2 separate regions of the Salmo salar genome follow, and region 2 is linked to region 1. The links are chromatin contacts, called in public Hi-C maps. All regions are on one chromosome and are shown on one strand. The core of a region is the stretch at or near the end of the contact, and the rest is flanking DNA. Distances in the headings are between cores, read along the strand shown. Region 1 holds the start of LOC100196851 (RNA polymerase II subunit C). Region 2 holds the start of pdf (peptide deformylase, mitochondrial).

What was found. Hi-C and Micro-C count contacts between places; a contact is called where the count stands out from the background.
Region 2: a Hi-C map of gill shows a contact between it and region 1, with 2.4 times the contacts expected there. The contact joins the promoter of pdf here to the promoter of LOC100196851 in region 1. A contact is called at or near these places in 2 of 3 Hi-C or Micro-C datasets (gill and muscle).

The regions. Positions count from the first base shown.
Region 1 is chrssa10:84,045,955-84,049,821 of Ssal_v3.1, reverse strand. LOC100196851 (RNA polymerase II subunit C) reads right to left here and starts at 1,250. Exons shown (of 9, transcript NM_001141873.1): 1 at 1,093-1,250. The coding sequence starts at 1,178. It overlaps LOC106560911 (ubiquinone biosynthesis protein COQ9-B, mitochondrial), which reads right to left. Exons shown (of 9, transcript XM_045688153.1): 4 at 3,758-3,867; 5 at 3,542-3,626; 6 at 3,136-3,240; 7 at 2,615-2,770; 8 at 2,404-2,457; 9 at 1,722-2,130. The coding sequence ends at 2,095.
Region 2 is chrssa10:84,337,843-84,341,794 of Ssal_v3.1, reverse strand. pdf (peptide deformylase, mitochondrial) reads left to right here and starts at 1,364. Exons shown (of 3, transcript XM_014124297.2): 1 at 1,364-1,516; 2 at 1,822-2,453; 3 at 2,660-2,971. The coding sequence starts at 1,862. The coding sequence ends at 2,817.

The DNA of each region.
Region 1 (3,867 bases), core at 1-2,500:
AGCCGAGCAGCCACACAGAAGCCTAAGATCACCATGCGCAATGCCAAGCGTCGGCTGGAGTGGTGTAAAGCTCGCCGCCATTGGACTCTGGACCAGTGGAAACGCGTTCTCTGGAGTGATATCACACTTCGCCATCTGGCAGTCAGACAGAAGAATCTGGGTTTGGCAGATGCCAGGAGAACGCTACCTGCCCAAATGCATAGTGCCAACTGTAAAGTTTGGTGGAGAAGTATAATGGTCTGGGGCTGTTTAACATGGTTCGGGCTAGGCCCCTTAGTTCCAGTGAATTGAAATGTTAACGCTACAATATACAATGACATTCTAGACAATTCTGTGCTTCAATTTTGTGGCAACAGCTTGGGTGAAAGCCTCTTCCTGTTTCTGCATGACAATTCCCCTGTGGACAAAGCGATGTCCATACAGAAAGTTTGTCGGGCACAAAGTGATGTCCATACAGATAGCTTGACGAGACTGGTGTGATAGAACTTGACTGGCCTGCACAGAGCCCTGACCTCAAGCCCTTCGGGATGAATTGGAACACCGGCTGTGAGCCAGGCATAATCGCCAAACATCAGTGCCTGACCTCACTAATGCTATTGTGGCTGAAAGTCCCCGCAGCAAATGTTCCAACATGTAGTGCAAAGCCTTTCCAGAAGAGTGGGGGCTGTTATAGCAACAAAAGGAGGACCAACTCCATATTAATATCCATGATTTTGGAATGAGATGTTCGACGAGTCGGTGTCCACATACTTTTGGTAATTCAGTGTATGTTGGAACACACATTGGTTACATCGTGGGAGGCAACCCGTCTCTCGGCTGCTCACTCTCAGCAAGCCAACTAGTGACCTAACGCGTTAGTTAGATAAAACTTTACACATGATTTGGTCTAACATCCCATTGCTGCGTCATCATTGACACAGCACGTGCATACATAAATATTAAAACATGGACATATGTCATGCTGTAGTTATTTCAATTAAGTATCTGCAGGCGCCAACTACTCATTGCATTGGCTACGCTCTCACAAGCTACGTACCGAGCTCGTTCGCTAGCAAGCTAACGTTTGGATAATTCATTTAAATGGTTACTCACGACAGATCGGTGTTCTCTATGACAAATTTAACATTCTCATCCGTCAATTCTGTGATTTTCACGATTGGCTGGTTGGCATACGGCATCGTTAACGTATGAGATAAGCACAGATAGAAGTTCTGTATCGATCCGTCTTAAAAACAACACCAACCCCGCGCACGCAGCGAAGGCCTCAATCCACTACTACTCCTCCTCTTCATTGGCCAAAATAAAATAAAGTCTGTGATTGGTTACCAAGTCCTAGTGGGCGTGTTTAACATCCGGGTCACACCTTTACCCCGTGACGTCGGGAAAGATGTTTCAAAATAAAAGTTTAGTGCGCCTAGGTAAAATACTTATGCCGCGTTCCGGACAACTAAGAACTCGTGAAAAAAACGAACTCTGACTTGGAAAAATCAACTTGAACGTTCATCCAACTCGGAATTCCAAGTTGGAAACTGGCACCTTTCCAGAACTCCCGACTTTCTGACCTGAAGATCGCTGCTGTCATGACCTCTTTTGTCTTGAGTTCCCAGTTGTCTTGAAAGCACCAACAGCATAGGTAAAATCCATGCAGTGTTGTTCATTCATCCCAAGGACCCCCTCATTCTAAATCCATAACTGAAGAAAATAAAAAATAAACAAGATTGTTTTGTTGTAACTGATCTGTAATTTATTTAGGAACTCTCAACGGAGCTGAACAAAAACATTTAAAATACAATCATATTTTTGCATCCTTTATACAAAAGGAAAATGGATAGGAGCGGATGTGAGGGAAAACCGTTTCAAACTGGACGAAAGTGAAACCTCATACCAGACCTAAGGCACAATTATATTTTTATAGTGGATAAAGGCGACTAAGCAATAAAACAAACCAACACGATAGGGTATTACAGATAAGAGAAGAAATGTCTGAGCTGTGAGCACAGAAGCTGATCTTCAATGCCTCACACACAAACCACTGACTGATAGAGATCAGAGGGGATGGGAAGGGGATGGTGGAACAGAAATCGCCATCTTCTTTCATCGTCTTTGGTTAATCCCTGTTAGATTCTTCAGCTGGAAAAAAAGAAAATAAATCTCCAGTCACTACTAAACACACAGAATACAATTGGTATTAAAGAAATACAGTGCATGACATTAAAACATTTAAACAACCTAGGATTCTGAAAAAAAGTAATCCAAGGTTCCAAGCAATGCTGCTGTATATGTTCAAGGCACATATTCTGCGCGGATAGAACAGATCTTCACAATGCCTGGAGAAGTGTTTAAAATGTCAATTCGTAATAATAATCCTTTGTTTTGTGCATATTATCTCTCTAGCACCCTCACCGTAACAGCAGCTCCCATAAGCCCCTGCGCCACTGCTTCTCCTGTAGATGCCGCCTACAGGACACAATAGCAAAATAGGTGTCAATTACACATATTTAGTTCCCTTAATATAGGTTGTATACTAGTGAGTTCTTTCTAATGATTTATATTTTATCACTAGTGACCTGTTACCTAATTAAAAGAGACTATGCACTGACTAAGGAAATGGTACCTGTTTGGCGGCGCCAGCCATGTTGACAATATCCTGGATTCGGTTTTCAAGGAAGTTCCAGGTGTCCTGGAAGTCTTCTGAGGAGTCCTGTATCATCACCAGCTCAGTGGTGTTATAGATCCCTGTCAGTGCGGCCCGTTTCGTATACCAGTTCAACTGATATAGGAAAAAAGTGAAAACTGAATAACAAAGATTTTGATACATAGACATACTATTAAAGTGGTTGTTGAAAGACAAAAACCTTAATCAAGGGAAACATTTGGATTGGGCTGATTTATAAACAATTGACAAATAATGTCAGTTGTACCCACATGTACAATTAATGAGAGGAGAGGACATATAATATGGAGATTAATAGGGTAGACAGAGTTAAAAGTGAAAGGGACAATGAGAGTGCAGTGTGAGGAAAGGTGGTGAGTAGTAACCTTCGCAGAGGCTGGCCGGATAGTATGAGGAGCCTGATGAAAGGGGGTGAGGAAGACATGGGGAGAGGGGTACTTAGGCTGAGAAGGTCGACTCACATCTGTGGAACGGTCTCCAGCATAGTACCAGATATCATCCACCAGGGTGGAGAGGTGCTTCAGACTGTCTGGGATGTTGTGTGGGAGGAGCAGAATACTCATAGCCTGGAGAGAGGAGAAAGGAAGATATACTTTAATCAGCAGGAAAAAACAGATGTCTGTTACTGAGTGTAATAATTTGGGGGAGACTAATGTTGATGGCAAAGTGATACATTTGATCAAGTAAGCTATATGGCACATCTATGCACAGGTGTAATAAATGGTTGCCTCTACTGGTGTATGTTACAAGATTAGGCTACCTTATACCAATCAGTAGCTTGAACTGGTTTAAGGTGAAGAGATTAACGGTCACGTGTCTAGTTGATGTCTAAAGTCTAATTGTTATACTGTGTTGTGTGCAATATACCTGTGGCCAATTATCGATGTATGGCGTCAACATCCTCAATCTAGTCTCCACAGCATCTCTAAGAAACTCAGCAGTTTGCTTTGGTCTGCAAGAAATTATGTGGTTAACACATGCTCACACACACCAATGACAATCACATTCATGTTTAAATCCTAACTGCGCAGTAAAAGTGCACCATTCTTGCACCTGCTAATTTGAGAGTGTGAGGGAGCTTACTCAGCCTGACCAAGTTGGACCTGGTTGTGCTGCTCTGCCATTTGCTCTGTTAGCTGGGCATTGCACTGAGCAATGAAGTGCAAAACCAGGTCCCCTGCTCCATTCTGGAA
Region 2 (3,952 bases), core at 115-2,614, 290 kb before region 1:
TCAGACACGTGAGGGTGGGTCAGAGCTTGGGGAAGGCCTTCGCTGGAATAGGCCTTCGGCCCACCCCATACAGCACGTGCTGGGGCGTTAGGTCGTCCCCTGCTGGCAGACACGAGGAGATCAGGGGGCCTGCTTCCTTCCACAGGTCCCTGGCGGCTCTGCACTCCCAGAGCAAGTGCCTCACCGACTCATCTTGGCCGCAGTCTGGTCGGGGGCACTCGGGTGTCCTCGCCATGCCCTGGGAGTGCATAACGGCCCTGACTGGAAGGATCTCGCGGGCGACCATCCAGGACAGGTCCCGTTGCCGGTTCAGCAGAACAGGATGGGCCACGTTGCACCAAACCGTTGTGGGTTCGCCTGTAACATGCCCGCACACTGGACACACTGGTTCCTGCTCCTGCACAAGAGAGAGAAGAGAGCGGTGTTTAGTTAAAACCGTGACTGCCTCTTTTTCCAGTTTAAAATGTCTTAAAAACTTTTTGAGCTGGACATAGTGTGTGAGGAGCAGGAAAGAGACTGGGGCTCACAGGTCTGTGTTCTTTTGCCCATCTTAATCTTTTAGTTTTATTGGCCAGTCTGAGATATGGCTTTTTCTTTGCAACTCTGCAAAGCAGGTAGCCTGCCAGGTGTAGTGGTGGTAAGGATTCACTCCATGGTGCTGAAAAGAAAGCTCTGCTGTTGGGACAGCTTTATGTAGGCCCTAACAGTTTGTGACCACTGTTTGTCACCGTTATAGTGCAATTAACGTATTGTTAATGTTGTGTTGTTTAGTGGCTTTGCTGGCATGCATCTAAAAAAATTGGGGGAGTTTGCCCCACCAACATGTACTCGCTAAAATCGCCACTGGTTAAGACAAGTAACTATGAAAAGGGCAAACATCATCATAGGCTTGCAAGCTGAGTTTGAATAAGACATCTGATTACCACTTTGCATTTAGAACGGTTGGTTTTATTATAGCTAATAAATAACCAAATCATTGATGGATGTTTACCAGATAAAATAAATGCATCCGTTGTCTGCCCCTACAAGCCGGTCGGCATTCGCGTCATCACTTTCCGAAATGAAGGTCACTGTCGTCATTATCTGACAGACTTTCCAGTTGTTTTGAACGCAGCGTAATGACGGCCGACAAAACACGGCCAAATACTTCCGGGTCCGTCAAGAACTTGTCAAAACTAAGTATTCAAGGGAAGCTGCTAAATATGTACAAAACATAACCGATAAAAATATGATGGGTAGGCGTTAAATACAGCACAAATTATTCTATGTTAATCAATCTTTACCCCCTTAACTGACTTGCCTAGTTAAAGGTTAAATACAATGTTTTAAATATTCACGTTTCCACAATAAAGAACCTTTATTTTGAAGACCTGACAAAATAATTGACCAGGAAGTGATTCTCTTAATGTCATTACACGCTCGTGTGTATTTTTATGAATTTATGAATTACAGTATAAGAATGGCATCACTGTTGCCACTGCAATCAATATAATAACATTTAGTGTAACGTTTTATGGTATGGAAACGTGTAACGCTTGCATGGGATAGGATACTCGAGTTCATTGTATTTGCGTGGTTTCAATATCGTGTGCAGTGAGCTAACTAACTGCTGTAGCTATTAGCTTACTAAATATGTAAACTTGTCATGTGATAATGTGAAATTATTTTGGTTATACCCGGGTCACAACATATTTATTTGGTAAACGGGCCATTTTTTATGTGCATGTATACCAATCTTTGCCCAACACCAATTTGTTGTTGTCCATATTATTTACAGTAAGTTGACTTCCTTCTTGACAGTTCTTTCCTTGTCTCCTGCAGGGCTGTAGCAGACTGACTACTGCCAGGATTGAACCCAACCATGAATATAACTGTGTGCTCTTCAGTGCTGTTGACTAGTGCTTACAGAATGTGTATTTCAAAAGCCCCACGGCCCCATTCCATTGGATCCATTGGCTGGGTAGTTCCTGTCTCCATGGCCCCCTACCGGTCTTATTCTACAAACATCAAAGTTCGTTCCTACCTACAGTACATGAAGCGGAAGATCAAGCCCCCACCAAGTCCTCCATACCCCCATGTCTGCCAGGTGGGTGAACCGGTGCTGCGAGCCCAGGCTGCAGCGGTGGACCCTGGGGCAGTACAGGGTCCGGCAGTTCAGGAGGTGATCCACACCATGGTAAAGGTGATGCGGAAATTTGAATGTGTGGGACTGAGTGCACCTCAAGTTGGAGTGCCACTTCGTATCTTAGCTCTGGAGTTCCCAGAGCGCATGTTGGAGGACAGCTTGCCTGCTGCACGTGAAGCCCGTGGTCTGACCGCTGTGCCTCTGCGGATCTTTATCAACCCCCAGCTGCGAGTCCTAGATGGACGCACAGTTTTGTTCCAGGAAGCCTGTGAGAGCATCTCGGGGTTCTCGGCCACTGTTCCACGCTACCTCTCTGTGGAAGTCTCAGGTGAGATAAGTAACGTGTTCCAGAGAGCAGCCTCATTTTTTTTAAAGTTATGTTTTGCAACTGTTTGGAGTTATGATTACACCCCAGATTTAATCTACCCGAAACAGCCATCTGACCTAAATCTCTCGACCCATGGCTGGTGAACATCAGATCAATTAGGCATGTGTTTGGTTTTTCTATTAATGTTTTCATTTTTTGTTTCAAAGGCTTGAATGAGAAGGCGGAGCCTGTGACCTGGCAAGTGAGCGGCTGGCCCGCACGCATCCTACAGCATGAGATGGATCACTTGGATGGAGTCCTATACATTGACCGCATGGACAGTAAAACCTTCATTAACGTGAACTGGGCAGCAAAGAACGAGTAGCCGTTTCAAACAAACCTAGTCACCCTGATTGACCCACAGCACTTAAAGACAGTTCTTGGACATAACATGGCAGCAGATAAGACCATTCTGAAACCTTTCCTTTGACTGATTAAACTGTAAATTCTTAATAATAAATAATGTATTTATGAAGGCAGATTTATAGTCTGGATGAATATTCAATTATCTTGCAAGTTGTTCAATTTGTGTGGGCGTTTTTAAAGGAACTGAAATATTGACTAAACTGTGGTGTCACCAGATGGCTGACCACAGAGAAAATATTGCTGAATGTTGGAAGCAAAGAAAAAACTGAATAGATTTTATATGCTGTAGTGTCCTGCATTGCAACATCAACATCTAAAAAGCACAGCACGAGAGACATCTGTTCCTATTTTAAATCCCATTTTAATTCAAATATCTTGCAGAAAACAGAACAAATAATGAAAGCAAACACCTTAACCTCAAACCACATTTGGCAGTATTATCTTAAATCTTGAGCTGCAACATGTAATCACTGGTTTCAGACTCATAACATAAGTTTAAGGCTCCAGATCCCAACGGTCAATGAGACTGGATAAATTATAATGGAAAACAAAGGTCACTTTCAGGGAAATTTAAGGACCTACCAAGAGCCCAAAATAGAAAAATATACAAGAGTTTGGCACTTCACTTTTAATCCCTGGGTGGGCTAAAGCTAATTTATAAATTATTACAAATTAAGGGTATTTTGAATTGAAGGCAACATGTACTTTGCCTTAAAAGTATTCACACCCCTTGACTTATTCCACATTTTGTTGTGTTACAGACTGAATTTAAAATGGATTACATTGTGTCATCACTGGCCTACACACAATATCCCATAATGTCAAAGTGGAATTATGTTTATTTTTTTATGTTTACAAATTAATAAAAAATGAAAAGCTGAAATGTCTCAAGTCAAATATTCAACCACATTTCATGGCAAGAGTAAAAATGGGCTTAACAATTCACATAAGTTACATAGACTCACTGTTCACAATAATAGGGTTTAACATGATTTTTAATCGACTACCTTGTCTCTGTACCCCACACATACAATTATCTGTAAGGTCCCTCAGTTGAGCAGTGAATTTCAAACAGATTCAACCATAAAGACCAG